3 separate regions of the Mus musculus genome follow, and all the other regions are linked to region 2. Evidence: chromatin contacts called from public ChIA-PET and HiChIP or PLAC-seq data. All regions are on one chromosome and are shown on one strand. The core of a region is the stretch at or near the end of the contact, and the rest is flanking DNA. Distances in the headings are between cores, read along the strand shown.

Region 1 (4,471 bases), core at 1,804-4,303, 280 kb after region 2:
ACCCCCAAGTGATCCTTGGCGAGTCAGGCAGATCATTATGAGTGGAGGCCAGTCTGACCTGCATAAGTTCCAGGCTAGTAAGGGCTACATGGTAAGACCATGTTTTAAAACAAACTCCAACCAAACCGAACTCAAAAATAAACAAGAAAAAAAAAATCAATTCTAAGTATTCTTATTGCTGTTCCCCAATTGGTCAAGTTAATAATGTCTTTATCACCCTCTGTTTTAATTTCCCAGTTTTTCTTTTTGATTTTTCCATTCTCCCACCTTAGGAAGTCAGGTAAACTAAAGGGAATAACAGGAAATACAAGAAATCCTGTCATCTGCTTCCTCATGAGAAATTTCGAATAACTGATTATTTTTTGTACCAACTACATACATATGTATATATTCCATAAATGTTAGATAATTACAGTTATTCAATTTTCTCATAAATAACACAGAAAAATCTAGGTATACTTGTAAGCCCAGTTCAGGGGAGGTAGAGGCAGGCAGATCTATGTGCTCTCTGGCCTGTCAGCCCAGCCTGTTCTCCTCTAGGCCCCCAAAGAACTGTTTTAAGGGTCAGGTCTAGAGCTGTAGGTTAGTAGTAGAGCATTTGACTATCATTCGTGAGTCTCTGGGATCAATCATTAGTGCCAACAAAATTAAAATGCTGGATTGGTGCCTAAGAAAAATACCCAAGTTGCCCTCTGGCTAACCTACATGCACCTCCAGACAGTGGTCATATTCATTGGCACACAAATTTTAAGCATTTAAAATATTTCTTCATGATATATATGTATAGAGGTTGAAATCATGCACCACCACTATACTAAACACATCTAAACATCAATAGGAAAAAGTGATAACTCTGAAAAGCAGTTCAAAATAGAAAAGGTCAGATGCCCAACACCTTATTAATAGCCCTGGATGTAGGCTATACAGTAAAAAATAAAACTGATTATCAAATGATTTAGTTAGAAATCTGATATTATTTATGGTTATTATCAAAGAACTGAAAAAAGAACCATCATGGAGTGTAAATTAAGTTTTACTGGGATACTGTTAAAGAAGTCTGAGATTAACTAAAGAAAAATAGCAAGTGGTTACCTATCAAACAAATACTAACAAATATTTATATCCACTTTTCATTTATATAATAATATTGATTATTGATTTTTATTCTTTTTAAAAATAAAAAGTTGTCTTTCTGTAAGATAAAACACAGTAGACAGGGATACTTTATTCCTGCCACCAGGTGGCAGCAGTTATGTTTAAGTTTTGCCTCGAAAACTTAGAATGCAAATTCAAAGAAGGTATTTTATTTATTACTCTGCTACTAAGACAGGGAAAGACACATTTTTTAAAGAAGAAAATGAGATATGCACTTTCCTGTATATTATCACCAAATTGTCCTTAGAAAACATTGAAATTGAATAGTATTTTCACAGTGAACTAATTCCCTCATCCCTACTTGTTTAGTGAGCGTGCTGGCTGCCAATGTCACCTAACTTTGGCTGTATCCTGAGGATGCATCTCTCCACTTTGCTCTTGGGTAGAGTCTTTGAGAATGAGAGACACATAGTATAAATTTCAGGGTATATTAGGCTGCGAGGTCATTACTTTAGAGTACTTTCTATTTTAACTTCTCAGCTTTATGTCTCAGGACTCATTTGTTTATGACTTTTATATAAATGAATCATTAGAAGACGTTCTAAAAAAAGCAGCTGTAAAAATTAGATAAATACTTAGGAAGCACAACTCTGTTTTACAAAATAAAAGCAAAATAACCTTTGTTATTAAGGTAAAGATTGCAAGAGAAAAACATCCCAGCACATTATTTTATCTTCTGGTTCTTCTCTCTCTACTGCCAGGCTGCTTTCTTCAGGCTACCCTTGCAGCTTTCCTTAGTGCTCCAACATTTCACTTCTTGAGGTAGACAACACACTTAAGTTCCTGTGTGCAGGGTGCTGTCCAATGGCAAGTCTACACTATCTGTTACGGACTGCATGAATGCTCCCGGAAGGACTTGTTCCAGAAGTTCTGCCCCATCCACTCTGCAGAGTTTTCACCTAGTGGATGTTGAAAGAACAGATCTGATTCCCTCAGAAACTGGTGTGATCCTGAGGAACCTACATAGTGTCATGTCACTCAAGTATGTTTGTGATGGGCAATAAAGTTTCAGAACTACTATAGCCAGTGAACTTGCTCCTGCTCTTCCTCAGGGACTCTGACAACAAAATGGCTTCTGTTCTCAATAATCTTGAGAAGATCAGGAAAGGTAAAGATGCTGAATTTTGTGAGATTCTGACAAAGAGCCAAATTTTGTTATAAGAACAATGCAGGTCTTCTCCTACAATTGGAAATATGAGCTTTTTTTTTTAGCTTCTGTTTTAGGGCATACATTTTCTATGTATGACTAGCAATCAAATCACCATTTAGATCAGTGGTTGTCAACCTGTGGGTTGTGACCCCTTTGTGGTCAACCTACCCTTTTACAAGGATCTTATATGTCAGATATTTACAATATAACTTATTTTAACAGTAGCAAATTTAAAGTTATGAAGTAGCACCGAAAATTGTTTCATGTTCAGGTATTACCACAACACGAGGAACTGTATTAAAGGGTCACTCACATGCAGCATTAGGAAGGTTGAGAACCACTGCTTTAGAAAAAAATAAATTTCTATTTTTTTTCTTATCTGTTGATTGTGGCCTAAACACTGTACTCCTCTCACAGCAACTAGTTTAAGGATAAATCAGTTTATCAAATATTCATGTATTATTTTTATAAAGACTAATTGTAATGAAGCCATGGTTATAGCATGTTCATCTATGTGGGAAAAATGGAAATTCCTAAGAGAAATCAAGCATGAAAAAGAAAAGCAAAAAGATAATATAAATTAGATACCCTCAGGTAACTAAAGTGTACAAACTCGACAGGGGTCACTGGAATAAGAATGAAAATACTGCAGAGATTCCCTGTTTATTCAATACACTGAATAATGGTTCCTTTATTCACCTGTACATAATTCAGAGTTCAAAGCCTTTTATAATGAAAGTGAAACTGGATCTCACCACCAAGAAGTTGCTTGAAACCAACTTTCAGAGGTTATAACCTATTTGTGTGTGTGTGTTGAGTAAAAGAAGGATGGATAGATAAATGGCTAAGTTCATGAAAAGTGATTAGAATAGGAATGTTTAAATTATAGTGACATTTCCAGAGGAGTTGCTGGGTTATTATATGAACGTCTGTAAACTTATACTGAGTGAAACAGTAAATGTGCCACTTGGCTATCAAGATTATCAAGCGGCTGATAAAACAAACTCATGCCATTTAGAAAGGCTCTCATGCCTTTCAAGATATTTTACATAATCATATTAAGAGGAGCTCTACATTTACACTCTGTCCACCACTATAAATTATGAACTACTATTGAAGAGTTCATACAAATTGTTAGAAACAGACGTCTGAGCAAATAACTCTTCAGTCCTTCAAGAGGCAACACAGTGGTTTACTGATATTTTATCATTCACAACATATGCTCAGTTTTCAGTAGTATTAAATCTATTGCAGCGTCTTACTAAAATTTGAAAAACTTGCATATTTTACTCTTTCTGCTATTTTGTTATTCTAAACTTTTCTTTCTAAGACTTGATTTCTTTGGGTTCCTTTCTGGTTTATGGATTCGAAGACCCAGAAGTAAACCTATACACCTATGGACACTTGAACTCTGACACCTGATTTTTTGCCAAAACCATACAGTGGAAAAAACCCTGCATATTTAATAAATGGTGCTGGTCTAACTGGCAGTCTGTATGTAGGAGAATGAAAATAGATCCTTATTTATCACCTTACACAAAGCTCAAGTCCAACTGCATCAAGGCACTTAACATAAAACCAGATACACTGAATCTAAAAGAAGAGAAAGTGGGAAAGAGGTTCGAACTCATTGGCACAGGGGTTAATTTCCTGAACAGAACTCCAATAGCTCTCGCCCTAAGATCAACAATGATAAATGGGACCTCATGAAACTGAAAAACTTCTGTAAGGCAAAAGATACTGTCAATAGGAATAATTGGCAACCCACAGATTGGGAAAAAAAAAAAAAAACTTTACTAACCTTACATCTGATAGAGGACTAATATCCAATATATATATAAAAACTCAAGAAGGTAAACTCCAAAAAACCAAAAAACTCAATCAAAAAAAATGAGATATAGAACTAAACAGAGAATTCACAACAGAGGAATCTCAAATGGCTGAAAGGCACCTAAAGGCACGTTCAAAGTCCTTAGTCATTAAGGAAATGTAAATCAAAACTACCCTGAGATTCCATCTCACACCAAACCTCAGGTGACAGCAGATGCTGGCGAGAATGTGGAGAAAGAGGAACACTCCTCCACTGCTGGTGGGATTGCAAGCTGGTACAACCACTTTGGAAATGAATTTGGCAGTTCCTCATAAAATTAGAAACAGTTCTACCTG
Region 2 (4,082 bases), core at 14-2,513:
CGCGTCCTCCGGCTCCACCCGGAGTGCGCTGCGGAGCCTCTCCAGGTGCTCCCTCAGGGTGACCCGCTGGTGGAAGGAGAAAGCCGGGTGCAGCGAAGCCATGGTGAACAGCAGCAGCAGTTCCTCTTGGGCCCTGAAGCCGAGCCCGCCTCCAGTCCCGAGCTTGGCGCAGCCACTGCCTTCCGGGCCGGGGCCGTCCTTCTCCGCGTCCTGCTCGCCATCGCCACTCGGCTCGTCCTCCACGCTGCCCCGCGAGCCCTCGGCTCGAGTCGCGCGCAGGCTTCTGAGCACCGCGTCCACCTGGGGCAGGAGGCGGTGCAGGCGGCCAGCGGCCTCTCTGTTCTCCGAGCCCAGCAGCGCTAGGTATACGATGAGGCGCGAGCGCACGGCGGGCTCTCGGAAATCGGCCAGCGACCCTGGGTCCGAGAGGCCGTTGGCCTTCGCCTCCGAGTCGCGCAGGTAGTGGTAGTCCTTGCGCGCCAAGTCCTCCAGGCACGAGCCGAGAAAGCGCAGCTCCAGCGGGTTGCACAGGTCCAGCAGCCCGCACATGAACTCAAGGCGCTGCGCCGAGCCCAGCACCAGCCCGAACCACTCATACACCCGCTCCTGTTCGCGCAGCGCCGCCGCGTGCCCGCCGCCGCCCGGCATGCCCGCGCCCGCCGTCGGCCCGCTAGCAACAGGCGGCTCGAGCCCCCGGGGCGGCGACGGCGGCGGCGGGGGTCCCCGCGGCAGGCCCGTGGGCGGCGGCGGCGGGCGGCAGTCGCGGCGGCGGCGCAGCGGAGCCTTTGCGCCCGGCCGCGCGTCCGCCTCGGGCTCCTCCGCGTCGGGCGGCGGCTCGCTGGGGTGCGTCGACTTCGGTGGCAGCTTCATCCTCAGCATCCTCAGCTAAGGCGGTGCGGACATGCGAGCGAGGGAGCGGGGGCGGCGGGAGGAGCCGAGCGCCCGGGCGGCGGCACGGCCGTCAAGAACGTTGCCCCTCCATGCCGCCGGGGCGGGCCGGGGGCGGGTCTCGCCGACCGGGGACGGGGGGCGGTGGCCGGCCGGCAGCTTCGTCCCGGCGGGAGGCGGGGCGTGACCGCGACGGCTCCTCCCCTGGGCTCTGTGCCCGCTGGGGAGTCCGGTGCGGGAGGAGCAAGTCGACGAGCGCGTCCTCCTTCCGCCTTTCCGCGTCCGCACGGGGCTGGCGGTGACGGCCTGAGCCGTTCCCTCTCGAGCCGGCGCTGGCAGAGCGGCTTGGCGAGGAGGAGGAGGAGCAGCGGGGCTGGGCGGAGACGCTGGCGGGCTCCGCGCACCGCACTCCAGCCAATCAACGTTTAGATCTGGCGTGACGCGAGCTTCTCGTTTGCCCCCCCCTCCCCGCCGGGAGCCGCCCTCTCTGAGAAGCCACGCCCACCTCCTGCTATGCTGCAAGGCTCTGGCACATCCCGCGCGGTCCTAATGCTTGATGGGTTCCAGCAGACTGAGGACGTGGGTTTGGGACTTTCGGACCACGGCGAGGTGAGCTTGGCCCGGAGCGGCAGAAGTGGGCGAGGTTCGCGTGGGAGGAGGGACATCGACTTAGTTTTTCTTGAGAGATCTGACCGTGCCGTGGCTGCAGACCATCTTCGCGTCAGCCACCGCCCTGGATCACGCCAAGTGGGTTCCCAGCCCCTGCCGCCTCGTGAACTCCGCCAAAGTCAGCCACGGGAGATTACCATATTCTAAAACTTCACCTGGACCGTTGGTGTGAACGCTGGGACGAAGATCCAGGAGTTAGGTCGGGATGTAGAGTGGTTTTGGGCGGCGAGCGCCCTTGCTCAGGCTGGCTGCAAGGTGCTGCTTTGGGCCGGGTATCCGGCTGAGGGGACCCTGTTGCTGGGGGTGCTTGGCCTAATGGTTGCATCTGGCTTGCAAGGTTAAGTTTAAGGACGCCCTCCTGCCCCAAATCTATGGTTTGCGCAATCACTTATTGCCTACGTTTTAGTTCCTATCCGTGAACATTTGGAATTCTTGAGCTGGTGTGAATTTCCTGTAACTCTTTTAAACAATTTAATAAGTTACTGTCTTGTCAGGGTTTTAAGTTTTTAAGCGATATTACATTTTTAAGTTTTGTAGACACCGCCCTCCCTATGACTCTTTCAGTGATATGTATAGCCCAACCATAAAAATCAATTTAAAAACCAAACCAACCCAAGGGGCCATGATTGCTCTCAGAGCCATCAGGACCATCCTGTCTCATTTGTGCTGGAGCCTGACTGCCGGTCAAGAGTTCTTGGCATGCTGTTTGTCAGTCCATGATTGTAAATAAATATAAATCTTGTGCCCAGGGGCGGGGGAAACAGGATTATTATTATTATTATTATTATTATTATTATTATTATTATTTGAGGGTCCATAATAGTAGTTTCTTTGTGTGTTTGCTTTTTAAAATTTCCGACAGTTTTAAATAAAGAACTTATACCACATAACCAAAGTAGGAGCGTGAGAAAATTAAAAGCCACACTAACCCTCGTTGAGAGTGTTGGGACATCTACAGAGTGTATAGAATCGCCTTTATCTCACAAACTCTGCGGCTTTATCATTTAGGATAAGACTGAATTGAACCCTAAATCAGCTTCCGTGATAAAACCGAGAGATGGAGAATTACTCAGCACATTTTATATTGATAAAAGTAAGTGAAAGCTATTCTGACATGTAGTTTTCTCTTTCGTGTGCTTCTTGGGTATAGCTTAAACGAAGTAAGCCTCAGCTACTATCCTCGAGTCTACTGTTCCTGCCTGATCACTTAGGCACATTTCTGAAGCTTAGGATGAAATGTTTTAAGCAGAATAGTGAGGAGCCCCCCCCCCCGTCCCCTCCCCTACCACATTCCCAACTTTACTTCCATGCCTTATGTAATGAGCAAATACTCTACTTCCAAATTGATTTTTATATGTGATCCCGACTATGGATTTTTAATCTTTAATTTTCTATTGCATCAGTTATTTAATCTAGACTCACAGCACCCAGTCCACATTTTCATCAGAATTAAATTTGCAACTGTTAATAATGATTTTTGTCTCTCTAGCTTGGCTAGCATTAGAAAACACAGTTGATAGTAACACTTATAAATAACATGTACTATACCTTAATTCAGGTTATCCTCCACCAGCTTCATGGTTTGTCCCCACAGGGTGTTGTTTCAGGGCCCTCTCTCTACTCTGCAAATCACACACACACACACACACACACATGTCTAAGTGGTTTTTTCCACCCTGTGATTAGTGACAGAACACAGGGAGCAAGGGTGAAGGATGGCTGCTGCAGCGCTCACTCTCAAGGGAGAGAGCCCAGGGCAACATGGGAGTGTTTAACTCTGGAGAACTACCCTCATGATTCTGATGACTCTTCAGAAATATGATCTGCCTCGTTGCAAAAACATGCTCTAAATTTTATGTTCCATGTGTAATCAAATCACATGGGCTATAGGAGTGTCGAGTGTGGGGTTTGTATCCAAATTTTTCATACTGGGATTGTGATGGCTAAACTTGTTTGTCAGAGACTTGCTTCTGGGCCAGTTGTGAGAATAATTCTTACAAGAACTGATGGAGGGGGAAGACCCTCCTTTATGTTATGATGGTACCCCTCTAGGGAGGGCAGCATCTGCCAGCAAGGAGGCCAGATTAGAAGTGATCGGAGGGAAAGCTGCTGTTCTTACCTGCCTGCCTTGCCCCGACCCCTTTCTTCCACTGCCTCCTTTCCTGATGCCTTAGTCCAGTTTTACCCTTCTAATTACTGGAGATCAGCAGCTGGACCATGGAGACATTTTTAGCTCTGTGGACTGAGAAGCTACTAGGTTCTCAGCCTCTCTAGCATGTAGACAACTGTTGTTGAACTACCTATCCCATACGGTATAAGCCAATCTAATAACTTTTCTTGTAAGATATTCATTTGGTTCTGTTCCTCTGGGGAACCCCGGCTAATAGAGTTAGCTCAAGGTACTATTGTGTCTTGTCTTCATATGCTCTTGATAAACATTTAGTAAAACATGAAAGATGCTATTATTCTTAACATCCAAATGTGTATTTCTCTGCAAAAAGAAAACTGGTTTCAAGGGAAGGTTG
Region 3 (4,037 bases), core at 647-3,146, 310 kb after region 2:
TACATACCAACCACCTCTAAAATAGCTGTGCGAAGTAAAATTAGGTAGAATTTAAAAGGTTCCAATAGGTCTTCAAATAAATTATTTTCTTTTAGGAGAGATTAATAAACTTTAAAGATTTCTCTGACTATCATATAGATAACATGAATGCTGGGAAAATTTCTTATTGAGCTTTGTGAATTATTTATCAGGAACAAGATTAAACTGTATGTATCTTAACTATGAAGTTTTCTTAAAATTTATAGGTATTGTACAGGAGTTACTTCTGCCAATTAGAACTCTGGGGAAATTAATTGATCTTTGTCACAAAGAGTTAGTACAGACTTGCATAAAAACTAAGGAGTTTAATTTTCATCTTAAGAAATGCAACTTTGCCCTGACTGACTGGTGGAAAAAAGATGAGATGGATCAGATATAAGAAAGCTTTAAGAATATATGGAAAAATTAGGATTCACTCAGTTTGCATGTGTTCAATAAAAACTTAGGATGTAGTTGAGTCACAGCTATGACGGCCATTTATTTTGATGCACAGAGTTTAGCTGCAGCAGCAATGAAAGCACAGCTAGGATGGCACTGAGTCACTGCGTGCCGTTGGTAGTCAGCAAAGCTGATCTGCAAACAATTCTGTGCAGCAAAGCTAAGACATTTCCCCTGAACTGCAATTCCTTGAAACACTTTAAGAGTTTTTGTTAAAGTCAGATTATTTACATAACTGAATACATTTATGTAGAGATTTGTTCATTTTTTAAAAAAATGGAAAATTCTATGAAATTTTGGAAGAAAAAGCACCTAACTAGACTATGCATAAGGTAAAAGTATAGATATTATGCTCTCAATATCGCTTAAAATTATCCAAAATATACTACAGAACAATTGCAGATCAGAAATGCCCTACACCAGAATGACAGAAAAAAAAAGGGGGGTGGGGAGAAGGGAGCGAAGGGAGGAAACTGGTTAAAACACAAAGTGGGAAATGCTCAAATTAAACTGGTGACCAGGAACAAAACAAAGAGTGAATAGGCACAGAAAGCCAGAAAACCCATGTCAGACGGCAAGAATTTATAATTTTACAAACATCTACATACATATTGCCAAATGTCATTAGAAGATACCAATGCTTTGAAAAGACAGACTTCCAAAATGAATTCACTCTGCTGCATGTTTCTTAGTATACAACACAGGTTCTAAATGACAGAGTTTTATGCTTGAAGCTATAGTACATCTCTATAAAAGGTAGAATATAACCAAGCAAATACAGATTTGGGAGAATTAATATATTTTTCTTAAAAGTATAAACTTTGATTTTCTGGCAATTTTACACATGTATACTTTGTATTTTCTTTCTCCCTCCCACTGTCAAAAAAGATTCTTAATGCCACACAATATCAATACATACATGAATTTGTCTCCTAAAACACTGGATTGAAGTGCAAACTGAGTACCCTGTAAGGAGATAAACTTTGTGGAACAAGTTCTACGCAATTCTTAAAATCACCATTCTTTCTAAAAGTATATGAAGGTGTGTATGTGTGCTTATGTGTATAAAATGCTGTAGGAGCTAACAACCAATCTACTCATTCTACTTGACCAACACAAACTAAGGTGATGTAATAACTACAAACATGCATGTGTATTAACAGCATGCATTACAGTTTTACTGTTTACAATTTTAACATTAAAGTCAGTATAAGCAATGTTAAATTACACTAGGTCCCAACCCTGTACAACTATTTTACAATGCTTGTTTTCAACTTGATTCAGGCTGATATGAGACCCTTCCTCCAAGCCTTTCAGGGAAGAAAGAAACCCTTGCCCTCATTGTTCTTTCTGTTCAGGTTCCTCTATCACTTATCTTGAAGTTGGTTTCTCTCATCATCACCTTTGGGCCTTTTCTCATGATACCTAACCCATGACATGCATGCCTGTGGCTTTGATGATCACAATCTTAAAACCCTTTCACCAGATACATTCTTATTTCCTAGACATGTCCATTTGAATGTTTCCTAAGTTTTGAATTTGTTCCCACTGAATTGCATCATTTCCTTTTTACACCTGGTCTTCCTTAGTAGTCTCTGCCCACTTAAACTTTAAAGTACATCCATCCACTGAACTGGTTTGGAAAGCCAACTAAGGGAAACTTGGAGATTACTTATCACATATATGTTGTCTTTATCCTACCACTAATTAATGTCCATATCATACTGAATCTAATCCTTTAGTAACTAGCAATTCATTTCAACTATCTCTGTAACTGCTCAAATGTCAAACTTTTGTGATGTTATATATTAATAATCACTATTTAATACTATGCTATTAACTCCAATTAATAATAATATACTAATATTAAGATGCTCAAGTATCAAAGACAAATATTCTGCAGAAAACCTCATCTTTCTAAACTTTCCTACCCACGAGTCCCACCACTACCCTTTTGTTTGTGGAACTAACACTATCATGAGATACATTTTTGGAATCTGAAATCTACAAAAATTTAATCAACATTACTTTTATTTTTAACTTACATATACACCCATTACAATATTTTTTTCCTATTTCTAATACTACCTTAATTTCGTGGTAACAAATTACAGGTAAATCAATTTCATTAATGTTATATCTAACCTTGTTGGAATACCAATCCAACTTTAAATAATATCTAAATATAAGATTCATCTACCAAGTTCAATATAAGAAATAAAATCAAAGGTTCTGCTAATAGAAAAGAATATACATACACACTTTTTGTTTGTTTATTTGTTTAAACTAGGGAGATACACAAAATAAGAGAAATTGGGTTCTCAGAAAAAAATTCCTGGCCAGGAATGGTGACATCTGCTTTTAATCTCAGCATTTGGAAGGCAGAGGCTGGTGGATCTCTATGAGTTTGAGGCCAGCCTGGTCTACATAGTGAGTTCTAGGACAGCCAATGGTATTCTAATGAGACCCTGTCTCTAAATAAATAAATAAATAAATAAATCTGGCCGTGTGTGTGTGTGTGTGTGTGTGTGTGTATGCTTGCAATTGCAATACTCAGAAAGCTAAGGGAGGAAAATAAAAAAGTTGAGGCCAATCTAATGTCTCAATAAAACAAGCAAAACAGAGAGGATAGATACTAAGGCAATGGGATACAGATATTGCCTTGGCCTTTAACCAAGAAACAAGACCATGGATAATACTAAGCATTTGTTATTCAGGCTATAGGGACGGATGACTTCACAGGCAAGATCTGAGAGTCATTTTAGAAGAGAACAAACATACCACTTGGAAAACAGGATGAGTATTCAATAAATTGGTACTGAATGGACCAACAATGACTCCTTTCTCCAGCATTCAGGAGGATCTTTCCCTGAAAATTAGCAAGCAAGCGGCTTTGTGTCTCTTTGGATTTCACCAGTGTGTGAACATAGAAGTTTTACTCTAGCAGGCAGAAACATAAGAACCAAACCAGCAACTCTGATGTTAAAAGATGGATTTTGTGAAGCAGGTTTTCCTGTGTGTAAAACTGTATACAAAAACCTTTTTGTGAAGGTACAAAGACACTTGCTGCATGTGAAGGGCAGAGGCTAATCTCCATGTTGTTTCTAGGGTGTGATCCATTCTGTTCTCCTGACAGTGTCTTATCGGCCTGGAACTCTCTAAGTAGGCTAGGTGGGCTGTCCAGAGAGCCCCAGGGCCTCCTCTTCCTCAGTACTGTGATTATAGGTATATGACACTACGCATACCTGTTTTTTGATTTTGTTTTTTTAAATGGGTATTGAGAATGAAGCTCGTGCAGTTCCTTTCGGGTCCTTATTGTTGCAAAGTAAGCACATTATGGGCTGAGTTATCTCCTAGCCACAGTTCTAAAGCGACCAAAGCCCTTGTCATCAATTCCAAAGGGATCGTGCAACAAGGAACAAACTCCTTGATGACAAAAACTACTTCTCACTTCTATGTTCAAAATGCAAAAAAATAAGCTAAATAGCAGCAATTTAAATATCATGAATTTATCTTATCTTTAAAAAAGCTTTAGTCATTTGTTAACGAAATCAGAATTC

The links. ChIA-PET counts read pairs in DNA pulled down with a chosen protein or histone mark. HiChIP or PLAC-seq counts read pairs in DNA pulled down with a chosen protein or histone mark.
Region 1: an RNA polymerase II ChIA-PET map of memory CD8 T cells shows a contact between it and region 2, with 6 read pairs. The contact joins the enhancer-like site here to the promoter of Zcchc2 in region 2. A contact is called at or near these places in 5 of 39 promoter capture datasets (the 3T3-L1 cell line, 3T3-L1-derived adipocytes, the C10 cell line and 2 more), 5 of 115 datasets of contacts at active chromatin or transcription factors (the NIH/3T3 cell line, the SCID.adh cell line, T-cell acute lymphoblastic leukemia and 2 more) and 2 of 9 other capture datasets (adipose tissue and liver).
Region 3: a contact with region 2 is called in an H3K4me3 HiChIP or PLAC-seq map of the SCID.adh cell line, with 11 read pairs. The contact joins the enhancer-like site here to the promoter of Zcchc2 in region 2. A contact is called at or near these places in 3 of 39 promoter capture datasets (the C10 cell line, the HPC-7 cell line and pre-B cells), 4 of 115 datasets of contacts at active chromatin or transcription factors (the NIH/3T3 cell line, the SCID.adh cell line, embryonic stem cells and 1 more) and 2 of 9 other capture datasets (adipose tissue and liver).

What each region holds. Positions count from the first base shown.
Region 1 is chr1:105,708,198-105,712,668 of GRCm38.p6, reverse strand. All of the region lies in intron 11 of Relch (RAB11 binding and LisH domain, coiled-coil and HEAT repeat containing), which reads right to left. Among named protein-coding and RNA genes, the nearest start is that of Relch, 47 kb to the right of the region's middle. Within about 2 kb of position 3,053, at least 5 of the 459 cell types and tissues checked have an H3K27ac peak or open chromatin away from gene starts, as enhancers often do. A contact at or near this core is called in memory CD8 T cells, where this site is marked.
Region 2 is chr1:105,987,587-105,991,668 of GRCm38.p6, reverse strand. Zcchc2 (zinc finger, CCHC domain containing 2) reads right to left here and starts at 1,263. Exons shown (of 14, transcript NM_001122676.1): 1 at 1-1,263. The coding sequence starts at 879. Gm7160 (predicted gene 7160) reads left to right here and starts at 1,387. Exons shown (of 3, transcript NR_151625.1): 1 at 1,387-1,497; 2 at 2,566-2,650.
Region 3 is chr1:105,682,235-105,686,271 of GRCm38.p6, reverse strand. All of the region lies in intron 2 of Relch (RAB11 binding and LisH domain, coiled-coil and HEAT repeat containing), which reads right to left. Among named protein-coding and RNA genes, the nearest start is that of Relch, 20 kb to the right of the region's middle. Within about 2 kb of position 1,896, at least 11 of the 459 cell types and tissues checked have an H3K27ac peak or open chromatin away from gene starts, as enhancers often do. A contact at or near this core is called in the SCID.adh cell line, where this site is marked.